Regions from separate parts of the Gossypium hirsutum genome. Here regions 2 and 3 are each linked to region 1. A link is a contact called in public Hi-C data. All regions are on one chromosome and are shown on one strand. Each heading gives the region's core, a stretch centred on a gene start, on an enhancer-like site or on the middle of the called end of the contact. The rest is flanking DNA. Distances are from core to core; before and after follow the strand shown.

Region 1 (3,943 bases), core at 970-3,469:
CAGAAGTGAATATTAATGATTTTATATTTATTATTTGAATTTTTTTTATTTTTATAGATAAATATGAGTTCAGATTTTAATATTCATTAGTTGAATTCACTTTTACGGATAATAAATTTAGATTCAAATAACGATTTAATTTTTTTAATATTACATCTAGATAAAAAATACTCAAGTTTTTTTTTATAAAAAATGGATTCATATTTAAAAACATATTTGAGTATGTATCATAATTCATTTTGGCATAGATCAATATAGGACAAATTTGGATTAAGTTTGTACTTAGTCAAATTGGCTTAAACTATAATCATGGGGTTAGGTGAGATGGTAAGGGACTTTCGAGTGTTTGATCATTACCTTAGGTATGGAGCAATTTTAAAATTTGTGGTCAACATCTACCCCTTATTGGATCTATAAAATGCGAAAAATTAATTATTGGGCTTACTCTTGTAGATACTTTAAGATACCAAAATAAAGGCTCGAACTATTATCTATATATAGTTTTTTTTCAACTAATATAATCTATACTATATATTAAGCCCTTAATTGAGTTGGTGTCACGAATCACCTCAATTAGAGAATGACTAAAATACCATTCATTTACAAAGTAAATTATATAAATTTGAGGGTGTTTTTTTATATATTTTTTATATAAAAAAGAACATATACATAATGATATTTGAACCTTATGGTTTTTAATATCTTTCTTTATCATTTCAACTAAAATTTCAATTATCTTTTATATTAATTTTTAAAAATATATTTGCTACATAATGAAATTTAAACCCAAGACATTATGGTTTTTTTAACATCTTTCTTTACGATTTCAATCAAAGCTTTAATTATTTTTTATATTAATTTTAAAAATATATTAATTACATAATTATTTTTTGTTCCGAGATTATGAGTGTACCAAAATCTAATTGTATTTATTTTAATGGTTTTCTAGTGTAAAGAAACTATATATTTAAAAGAAAAGGCCTAAAGATTAATCTAGTATATTTATGCCTTATTATCAATAAACATTTATAATTATTAAATAGTTTATTTTTTTTAACAATCAAACGAATTTATAATTAAAAAAATCATTTTTCTCAGCAAAACTTTCAATTTATTGAATATTTAAGAGACATGAGGATGGTTGCTGATATAAACAGACTGCCTAGGCCAGTTAGAGCAAAATGGAGGTTGGATGATGAATAAAAATGTGTCATTGTTTAACTTCATTTTCCGAGCCTTTACAAAGTGAAAAGCCATAATTATAAGCCCAGCATGAGGTTAAAAAGGAAAAGCGCAAAGCTCCTAATTCATATCATCATAATCATGATTTGAACAAGTGTAGGGCATACCGCAAGAACCCACGCACTTTCGATGAAACAAAACTAGAAAGACCTGCCAATATTTTACAATATAGTGTCATTTAGGGTGGAGCCGACGGCGTTGCAGTGCTTTAAGCGAGACACTAGGTGGTCCTGCTAAGCTTTTGTAGGGTACATACAGGCATTTCCTTCGCCATATATAGCCTTAAACCAAACTCTTCATTAATTTATCCGATGCAAATATTTTTAACTGTATCACCCAAAAACTTGGTTCAAACCATGTTATAACTTTTTTAATACATGATGCTTAACAAAATTGAAGTTGAAGACAAGTTCCCCAGAGCTTGAAACATTTCAAGAGTGTCAATGGCACAATTATATTTGAGCTTTTTCCGAAGACTGTTCTTATTTTAATATGCTACTTGTTTGATCACCTCTTTTATGAGAATGAATGAATAACGCATTTGCTTTTAAAAGAAAAACAAAAGCAGGAGAAGATATTTGAAAGACTATAAGGCTAATGTTTAGTTTGTTTCAATATTATATAGTTTCTTGGTATATATTTATAAGTGGGAAGTAGCTTTTCTCTTTTTTTCTTTCTCTTGGTATTTGGCAAATGGCTTGGAAAGAACCTTTTTTGCCCTACTAATTAAAGAAATTAGGGAAAAGAAAATGAAAAAAAAAAGGATTTCTTTTACTCATTTGCGTATAAATAATTTTATTATTTCAGCTACTCAAAGGAGCACTACAATTTGTCTGTGCAAATGGCAGACTTTGCCCTAAATCAAACACAACAGTAACAGTAGTAGTTAGCTAGTACTAATAAACAAAATAAAACTTTCAATAGGGGATAGTGGGAATCCTTTTGATTTTGACTCAAACTGATCTGCTTGTTGTAATCCAGATTACATTTCAAGTACTTTGAACAGTTGAAGTTGTCAAATATACAGTGAATATTATTCATTCTTCCTTTTATTTGCCTAGAGGGTCATTAAAGGTCCTCCTAAGCCCTAATTCAACTTTTCTTCTCCCTGATCTCTCTAGCCTTTTGATGAAGATTTTAACTGCAGTCTTGCAAATAAGTATGGATTCTTTATTAATTACTAATAGTTTTTTTTTTAATAATTGCATATAAAGTTTTGATGTCAAAACTTGTTACTGTTAAAGTTTCAAAGGAAGAATCAACTGTCTTTTTTATTTCTTCTTCTAAGAGATTTTTAGATAAAGCATTCATAAGAAAAAGCTGTCTCTTAATGCGATTGGTGGTTCAAAGTTGAGGAATGCATTAATGGTGTTTCTTTTGTTTTTTCACTGTTGTAGTGAAGCTTCTGGTTTGGGTGTTCTGGTTTTAGATAATAGGGTTCTTGACTCTTGGGGTTGGCAGAAGAGAAATATTATAATAATACTCTTTGTTTTCACAACCCCCTGAAATTGGAGGGAAAGTGCCATGTGGTGAGTTCAGATGTCTGCACATGGCTTCTCTCATTTCCAAGCTTTGAGACTGTAAATCAAATTATCAATACAGGGAAAACAAAGGGTTTTGTGGTTTCCAAGAGAATCAGTTGCAGTAGGGAAGGTCACCTGATTTGTGTGTTTAATATATATAGTAAAGCAATTGGGACGCTTTTGGGAATTGGTGATGAGTGAAGTGTGAATGAGAGAAACAGCCTAGAAATTTAGTCTTATTTTGCACAGTCCAAATTATGTAATCCAATAACATTTTTTTTTTATATTCAACTTGCATATGCTTCCTCTTTTGCAAACCACTCCCTCTTTCCCTTGAGCAGATTGAGATTACAGGCAAAACTGGCTACCTGGTTTTCCTTCTTTCCCTTTTGGGTACTACTATTTAGATGAACTGCTGATTCATACATTATCTCCTACTAAAACCCCTTCTTATTTTCCTGGCTTTTTTTTTATCTATGAAACCCCTTCCTTATTTTGGATATGTGTCTTCTTGCTTCTGCATATGTCCTTTATTCTGAAAATCTAGAACTAAGTTTACAAGTTCATCCATATATGCTCTTCTCTGATCCCACAGCCTGAAACCTTGCTGTTTTCTTTTTCCTTGTATAGTTAACCTTAGTGATATATAAGAGCCTTTTTTTTTCTAGTCCATGGAGTTGGGACATGATCAAATGGGTCCTTGTTTGTTTCTCCTCAAAAACCCAGTGTCATGGGTTGTTGTTCTTGCCCCACTGGTAACATCTGCTAGTTTTTTGATCTTTGGGTCCTTATCCATCTTCTTCACATCTACAGTCTTGATCTTGTCAACTGTTGTCTTCATATTATCTAAGAGTAAACTGAAGTTGGTGGTGGAATCAGTAGAAGATATTCATAAATCTGTTGAGGAAAGCTCACCTCAAATACAGCCTGAAGGTGAACTTAATAAGCAAAACTCAGAAGATCAGGAAGGTGCTTCATATGATCATCAGATCCATGACTGCATAGCCAAATCACCAGATGTCCTGTCTGAAAACGAATGCGTTAATGATGATCAGTTGTCAACCACTGAAGATTCCGAAGTGGACTGGTCGTTCCGGGATAACAGGGATGGAACCCCAGATTGGTCGGACGACGAGGATAGTCTCATTGAAATCTCCCTTCCAGGAGGACAATACCAG
Region 2 (3,943 bases), core at 1,022-3,521, 220 kb before region 1:
GTTGACTTGAAGTCATCCCCAAAGGAGGTCAATGTGAACACTTAAAAACAGTGAGAAGACTTTTGTCAGCAATCACTTCCAAGTCCACCCTTATGAATCTACTATCTATGTTGTACAAAGAAAGTTCAAAGTTTGAATTCTTTCCATTCTAAACCTTTAAACGGGAGAGTAGAACCACAAACAATAATCTGATTTTAAAAAGACTAGTTAATTTACACACACTAGTTGATTCAAAGTGTCCCATTGGAAGGCTTGTAGTGCATCAATTTGTCAAGAAAAAAGAAAAGAAGGCAAGCCCTTTTCCCTTTTCCCCTTTGCACATGCACACACAGTCATTACAACAACATGTATATATATATATGAAACTAAAGAAACATATGAACAAAATGGAACCAACACTGCCATTCCATTCACTTGGAGTACCCTAGAACCCCAACAGTTACAAAGATGTTAAATTAAGAGCAAAGCTGAGTGGCAGACAAGACGTTTGCCGTGCTTGACCTGCTCCATTCTTAAGACCCCACAATTAGATTTGGTCCTCTATGGTTACCTAAAATGGATGCCGAAGAATTCAAATGGTTTTTTTTTTTAAAAAATATTTAAAAGATCATATTTTTATATTTATGTTTAAATATGTATTGTATATGAATACTTTAGACAATAGTAGGGTCTTAACAATTTTTATTACAGCATTTAGCATGTTATGATTAAATAGAAGCAGGATTAAACAATTGCTGTAGAACATATGTCCCATCCATCCTACGAGGTTATATTTTTAAACAAACAAGACAGAGCATAGTGAGGGAAATTCACTTAATTTCAAAGACAGAATAATACATACAACACTTTCACTGAAATGTTGCTGCTGCACCATCTCTCTCTCTCTCTCTCTCTCTCTCTCTCTCTCTCACCATTGGTGGCGAATGCACAAAAAAGTTTCTGGAACAGTGACGAAAACAAACAAATATATGTTAAGAGGAGCATGGGCAGTGGTTCTTAGTTTTTGCCATTATTTTCACATGCATATATGGGATTGGCAAAACAGAGTACTGTCAGCCTACACTCAAAGCAAAGTGTTTATCTTAGTGAATCGTTTCTATATATGATCATACAAGGTAAGATTGGTTATTAAGGATTTCTATGCATGAAAATTTTTAAGTCTTGTATACTTGCTTTTAATGTCACGCGTGATTTTCTACATTTTTGTTATTAAACAATGTATCTTTATAAATTTAAAATTATATATTTCTATGAACTCATGTGATGGTACGATGATTAAGGGTATTTGTTGAGCTAGTTGTGTTTGTTGTTCGAGTTTTACTTTATTATTATAATTCACAAAAAAATCAAATAAATAATAGATAAATAAAAAAAACGAATTTAACATTGCCTACTTCGCATTGTATAAACAACTTACGAGACAAAATTATGCTTGATACACATATTTCAACTATTCTTCCACCAAATGAACAAATTCTTTACATCAAAAGAAAAAGTGTCCCAACTCAGAATGTTATGGTTGCATGTGAATATCTCCAATTGATACACATATTTCAGCGGTGGATCCTGGGATTATGTTTTAGTAGAGTCTAGTAAAATTTTCAAAAATTTTAAGAGTTTAATGAGAAATTTTAAATATTTTAAGTAAATTTAATTAAAATTTAAAAAAAAATAAAAAGTATAATGAGAATTTTCAAGAATTTGGAGGAGAGGTAGCTAAAATTTTCATAATTTTCGAAAATTTTGCCTTTTTAAAACGTCTGTCTAATGATTTCATTGCTGGTAGTTTAATGAATTAACTTTAACTAGAAAATGTTATGATATATTATTTTGATAATATTTAAATTGCTTAAATGCATAAAATTGTTTTAAAGAATCATAGATTATTATATTAATATTATCTAATATATTATGTATATTCTTAAATTAAATTACTTAAATATTATTTAAATTAACTAATTTAATAGTAATTGTGTTGGTTTTGAAGTTTTAAAATTGTATTTATTGATAGAATTAGTATTAATTGTTATTATACGATTTTAATTTTTTTCTTGTTAACATTATGTTTAAAAGAATTATTTTAATTTTTAATCATAATTTTTGGCAACAATACAGAACACTTTCAATAAATCACATTTTCTTTTCAAAAACACTTTATTAATAATATCTTTTAAAAGTTAAGGAGAGTAGATTAAAAAAGCAAAGTAAGGTTAAAAAGGGGATGGTAGACTTGATTGAAATTGAATACTATACAGACGAAAGAAGTAATTCTCTAACCCATACATCATTTGGATGAGAAGAAGGGTTAGTTTCCAGGAAGTAGGTACCCAACTCTTCTTATATAAAGCTTTGGCCTCTCCTTTTAGCTTATGTCAAGTACCTACCTAATCTCCAAAAGCTTCCGCTTTCCTTCTCTTCAAATCCCTTTTTCATAGCCCAACAGAGAAGATAACAAGTATGGAGATTCCAAACAAAAAACAGAGAATTCAATTGATCACCACCTCTCATTTGGTGAAGCTACTCACCAGGATTTTTCTCCCATTTTCACTTCTTTCTGTTATATTATCCTACCCTTTTATGTGTAACTTCCAAGCTTTGGCATATGGTTTACAACTCCTTGGTTCCAGTGCAGGCAAGAATTACATGTTTCTGCTCTGCAATGGGCTGCTTGTTTTCATTGCCACCAGCTCGGGTTTGATCGGTAGTAGTTGTGTAGAGACTGATGTTCAAGCTGAAAAGGCTGTGAAGATCAGTAAATTAGAGGTTGAACCATCAGAACCAAAAGGGTCCAATTTAAATCCCAACGTTGTTGCAGAATTTGATCAAAGAGAAGAAGATGTGCCCTTGGTTGTAGAAAATGAAGGTGAAGAAGACAGATCAATGGAGGAGGATGAAGATGAAGAACTTGGATGGATGAGTAATGAAGAGCTAAACAAGAAATGTGAAGATTTTATTAGAAAGATGAAAGAAGGGATTCAATTTGAAGCTCGCCAAGTGATTATGGCTCAATAGCAGAATTTCTTGCAACTCGTTGCTTGCCTCTTGAAAGCTCCTAATTTTGACAATAATTTGGTTCCCAGTTATATTTTTTTCTCAGAAATTATTTCTGAGTTTCCTTCAAAATTTTGGTGTGTGTAAATTAAATACAGGGATGCAAATAATCATGGATTGGCATCTGATAATGGTAACCAAACTTTGCTGTTTGAAAATATAATTAAGTTTTTGGAGCATATTTTATATGTTAAAAGAGTTTAGTCAACCTAATTAATTAACAACCATAAAAGAATCTCCTAAGAAAATGCAAAATAATAAAATAATAATTAGCACTCAATCCTAATTAAAATAATCAATTAGTTTTCTTATTAATCACATTCATTCTTACAATAAATTGATAGACCAATTAAATTATGACATGTAATAACTTTTACCTCATAAAAATTATAAAAGAATATGAATATCAAAAGTAACTTATAACAACTATTATAATGTTATAAAAATTCTAATAAATTTTATAAAATTAATAAAACATATTTTAAAATATTTAATATTTTTATGAAAATCATAAAAATTATAAAAAAATTGATATAAACTTATAAAAAATCATAAAAACTTAAATTGGACCAAATTACTCAGTTGGACCGATTAAACCAAAACCGGCCAGGGTATCGATTTAGAGAAAGCAATTAGACCAATTGACCTAGGAACTAGACGATTGAACCAAATTTTTTTATTTTTTAACATATTTTTTTTATTTTTTAATGTTCTATTTAATTGAATTGGACAAATCATTCGAACTGACAAATCGATGGCTTGATCGGTTAGACCACTGGTTCGGTTCTGAAAACCTTGTTTAGAGAATTTCATTTTGATATATGCTAATAGTTAAATAATGAAATTTTGGTTTGACAAAAATATTTAAAAAAGAACAAACAGTTCAACCGCT
Region 3 (3,943 bases), core at 500-2,999, 150 kb before region 1:
AATTACGTACTGAATATGGAAATATTTTAAGGAATTACACTTCAGTGCAACTAAATCATATATTTTGGTTAAGGGTTGAATTATAAATAAAGATATTTTCATAATTTTAATTCAAACCCAGTTTTTTTTTTTTTTTTAAAAAAAAATCAAATCACCTACTATGGAGATTTTTACTTTGGTTCCAAAAACTAATTTGATAACTTTGATTTAAACAGCCAAAACCAAGATTAAACAGGCCTAAAGTTGAATACTAATTCAAAACATCAATATTTATTTGCGTATGATTTCAACTCTAAGTTAGGTCAAAATAGAATCAAGAAACTTATTATGGTTCCAAAATTCTATGTCCTGAGACCACTTGCTTTGTAGGAAAAGTTAAAGATTCTGTCCAAGTAAGCAATGGAAAAGGCAAAAATAGAATGAGATGAAATGGTGGCTAACACAATTACCCACTTATTACCAACATGGCAAAGATTTAGAAAAGAAGCTTCAGAATACCTGTAAATCCGGAGCTCTGCCTGAATCGTTGTATTCCCATGGCAAGTTATTCTCACTACGGATATCTTCGTACCGCGTAGTGTTTTGCATTAACATATCATTTTGAGTTTGAGTTTGGATCATTTCAGCAGATCTTAGCCAGGGAAACATAGGGATCTAAACATACAAATTCAATACAGATGTTAGTGGTCTTTCTTTCAGTTAATATATATTGCATTTATATATTCCATATCATGAACAAGCACTTCAGATGTCAATTTCTGGGCATAGCAATGTAGTGGCACTAAATCTCTATAGAGGGTTTCTTTTCCCTTTGCTTTAGAGATAAGTCTAATCCAGTATCAAATTTAGATCTAATATCAATCTTTTTCATTAACAAAAAATCTAGTATTTTCCAAGGTAAGCATTTCATTCTAATAATTAAATCCAAATACAAATTCTCATATTCATGTTCCCAAACTTAAACTATATATATATATATATACATGCTTCACTGAATCAAGTCTGTCCTCATGTTATTCCACCCTTCAATTCAACCCTACCAAACAAGGAAGAGAAAAGAAGAATAAAGAACTAACCTGTGGAGGGAAAAGGAAAGGAGGCTGATAAGACTCATTAGGACTATGTGGAGGGGAGTGAAGCATTGGGTCTGAATTAAATTGCTCATTATCCACTTCATTTCCATTCTTCTTTGCTCCTGAACCTCCTTCACCATCATCTCTACCACTAACATTTCCCATTACTTTAAAAACAAGTAAGAAACACCTCAAATTAGTTAAATAGTCTCAACAATTTCTATTAAACCACAAAAACCCATCACTCCCCATGGAACCAAAAAAAACCCAGAAAAACCAAAAAAGCAGAACTGATCAAATATACTCGATGCTTTAGAAGGGGAGGGGGGTACTTTACTCACCCATGAGTGTAACTGGACTGCACAATCACAAGAAAGCAAGCAAAGGAACAAGTCAAGGGAAAGCACCATAATTTCTGCAACTTTACATTAATGTAATTTTCTTTATTAATTATTTATATGAGCATTTGATTGATTGATGGAGGTCTTAATGGGAAAGTGCTACTTGTCTACTCCATTTCTCTCACTCACTTCTGGATGAGTTGAAAAAAAAAAGAAAAAGCGGAAACAAGTGAATAATGAAAAGTGAAATTATTTATAATATTCTCCAATGAGTTTGGAAGAAAGATCCTTATAGTATAAATGGAGAAGTCATGGACCAACCAAGTCATGATGGTTGGCTCAAAAGAATGTTGTTTCTGCCTTTTGTCCACAATAACCCAACTGTTCCCCTATACACGTTGTGCCCTTCTTTACGGTTGATGCCTTGCGGGAATCATCTCCTGCCACGTCTCCTACATTCCCATTTCATATTTTATCTTTGTTTTTAATTACTCAACAATGCCTTCCTGTACACCTGTTCATAATTTGATTCTGGTCACGCCCCTCTAAACTTTTAATATCCTGCCACATCAATTTAATTTTTAAAAATTCATCAAATCATTTAATTAAATAAATTATTAAAAATTTATAAATATTAAAATACGATTCAATCAATTCATTTTGTAAGTCAACTGATCTAATTTCTTATTCCAAATTGATACCTTAATTAATTTTTAATTTAATCAATTCATTTGATTCTAAAATAATGATGTTTTCTTGTCAACTAATTATTAATGTAATAATAAATGGCTTCCATTGTTTAAATTTTTATTGGTATTAGTTCTTAATTTAATTCTAGACAATCCCTTCTTTTTATTTCAGATAAAAAAATATATATGGCATGTAAAAAAAATTAAAATTTTAAAATTTAAAGAAATATAAAAATTAAAAAATATAAAAAGTTATAATATTATAAAAATTATTTAAAAATTATAAATTTAAATGTTGTCCAAAGAAATACTACTCATTTATTAGCAAAGAAGCTCAACTCTCTTAAACGAGCATATACATCATTAAACAATACATTTTCTTCTTTCTCCTTTAAAGCACTACTCATTACCACTAGCACATTTGCTACATGGCGGGTGAATTGAGTTTAAATCACATATTGTACTAGTAATTCATATTGGAATACTCGTTGGGCAATGCCCCCACTAACATAGGAAAGGGTTTCGAACTATATAAACAATTCTTGTATTCTTTGTTCTTATTTTTTAGTTCTAGTTGTATCTTTAGTTGCAACTCCCAATACAATACTCAACACTATGAATTGTTATCAAAACTAGACACCTCACATGTCATGTAAGGATGTTACTTTTAAAATGCTCAAAAATGGAAGGTAGCTCAATTCCCAGATCCCCTATGTTAGATGACTTCAACTATGCCTACTGAAAAGAATGAATAAGAGTGTTTATTAAGTCTCTAGATGAGAAGGCATGGAAAGCTTATGGAGATGTTCTAGGTTGCTTTAATACTTAAGGTTGAGATGACATCATTTCTGACTTCTTTGATGCCTGTGAAGTATAAGGGTAAAGGTTGCTTTAATACTTAAGGTTGCTTCAATACTTAAGGCACTTAAGATCAAGCTTTCTGAAGAATTGCTTGTTTTTATGATTTTGGTATCGCTTCCTAGACTGTAACACTCGAACCCAGTCTAGGAATTTAGATTGGATCTCGGACGATACATTGATCACTGAAGAGATCTACGTAAAATTTTAGTTATCTAGTTAGAAAACACCCAGTTTATTTAAGTTATGTAAAACTTTTTAGTTATCAAATCCCATTATTCAACGCAAGGTATTTTAATTCAACCAATTTAATTCAAAACATTTCATACCATAGTGTTTAAAACAGAAATTACAATCTACAACCGTTTACATAAAACTCAGATTAAAAGAATTGATTATTAACCAGTTAAAGAAAAACGCGATGATTCTGAGACCTCCGACTTACTGAGTCCAACTGTAGAAAACGAAAGTGTACATAAAAGGGAAACACTAAGAGAGGATGAGCTACTTAAGCTCAGTGTGAGTCTGAAATAGAACTAAAAACAGGAATTTATAACGCAATCCAATAGAACAACAGATTTTTAGTTACTCTTAGTGTCAGGAAGCACACTTGGAACTAACGTTCCAACAGAACTTAACAAACATAGTATATCAAGTTCACTCAAATATTCAGCACAAATGATGTTCAGACAACAGAATATAATCAACATATCTTACAGTCAGAACTCATAGACAGATGCAAATAAAATGCAGTCAAATAAAAAAACAACCCATCCAGCCAACACACCTCTCCATCCCCCGATCACACCCCAAAAGAACTGTTAAAGCTCATCCAACCAAACACACCAATTAGGACCTCGAAAGGCCCATCCAAACCTACACACCAACATATGTGGATTAAGCCACTCAGATAATAATACGTAGTAGGGCTAGCGTATGCGGTAAATTGCTATACAGGCAAGTGGCAGTTAAATTGCCAGAT

The links. Hi-C and Micro-C count contacts between places; a contact is called where the count stands out from the background.
Region 2: a Hi-C map of leaf shows a contact between it and region 1, with 2.8 times the contacts expected there. The contact joins the promoter of LOC107954942 here to the promoter of LOC107951825 in region 1. A contact is called at or near these places in 2 of 34 Hi-C or Micro-C datasets (both in leaf).
Region 3: a contact with region 1 is called in a Hi-C map of leaf, with 3 times the contacts expected there. The contact joins the promoter of LOC107890445 here to the promoter of LOC107951825 in region 1. A contact is called at or near these places in 7 of 34 Hi-C or Micro-C datasets (callus, hypocotyl, leaf and 1 more).

What each region holds. Positions count from the first base shown.
Region 1 is chrA07:91,465,157-91,469,099 of Gossypium_hirsutum_v2.1, forward strand. LOC107951825 reads left to right here and starts at 2,220. Exons shown (of 1, transcript XM_016886969.2): 1 at 2,220-3,943. The coding sequence starts at 3,437.
Region 2 is chrA07:91,245,730-91,249,672 of Gossypium_hirsutum_v2.1, forward strand. It overlaps LOC107954942, which reads left to right and starts at 2,272. Exons shown (of 1, transcript XM_016890636.2): 1 at 2,272-3,230. The coding sequence starts at 2,458. The coding sequence ends at 3,012.
Region 3 is chrA07:91,315,630-91,319,572 of Gossypium_hirsutum_v2.1, forward strand. LOC107890445 (SNF1-related protein kinase regulatory subunit beta-2) reads right to left here and starts at 1,750. Exons shown (of 6, transcript XM_016814862.2): 1 at 1,415-1,750; 2 at 1,077-1,240; 3 at 499-654. The coding sequence starts at 1,418.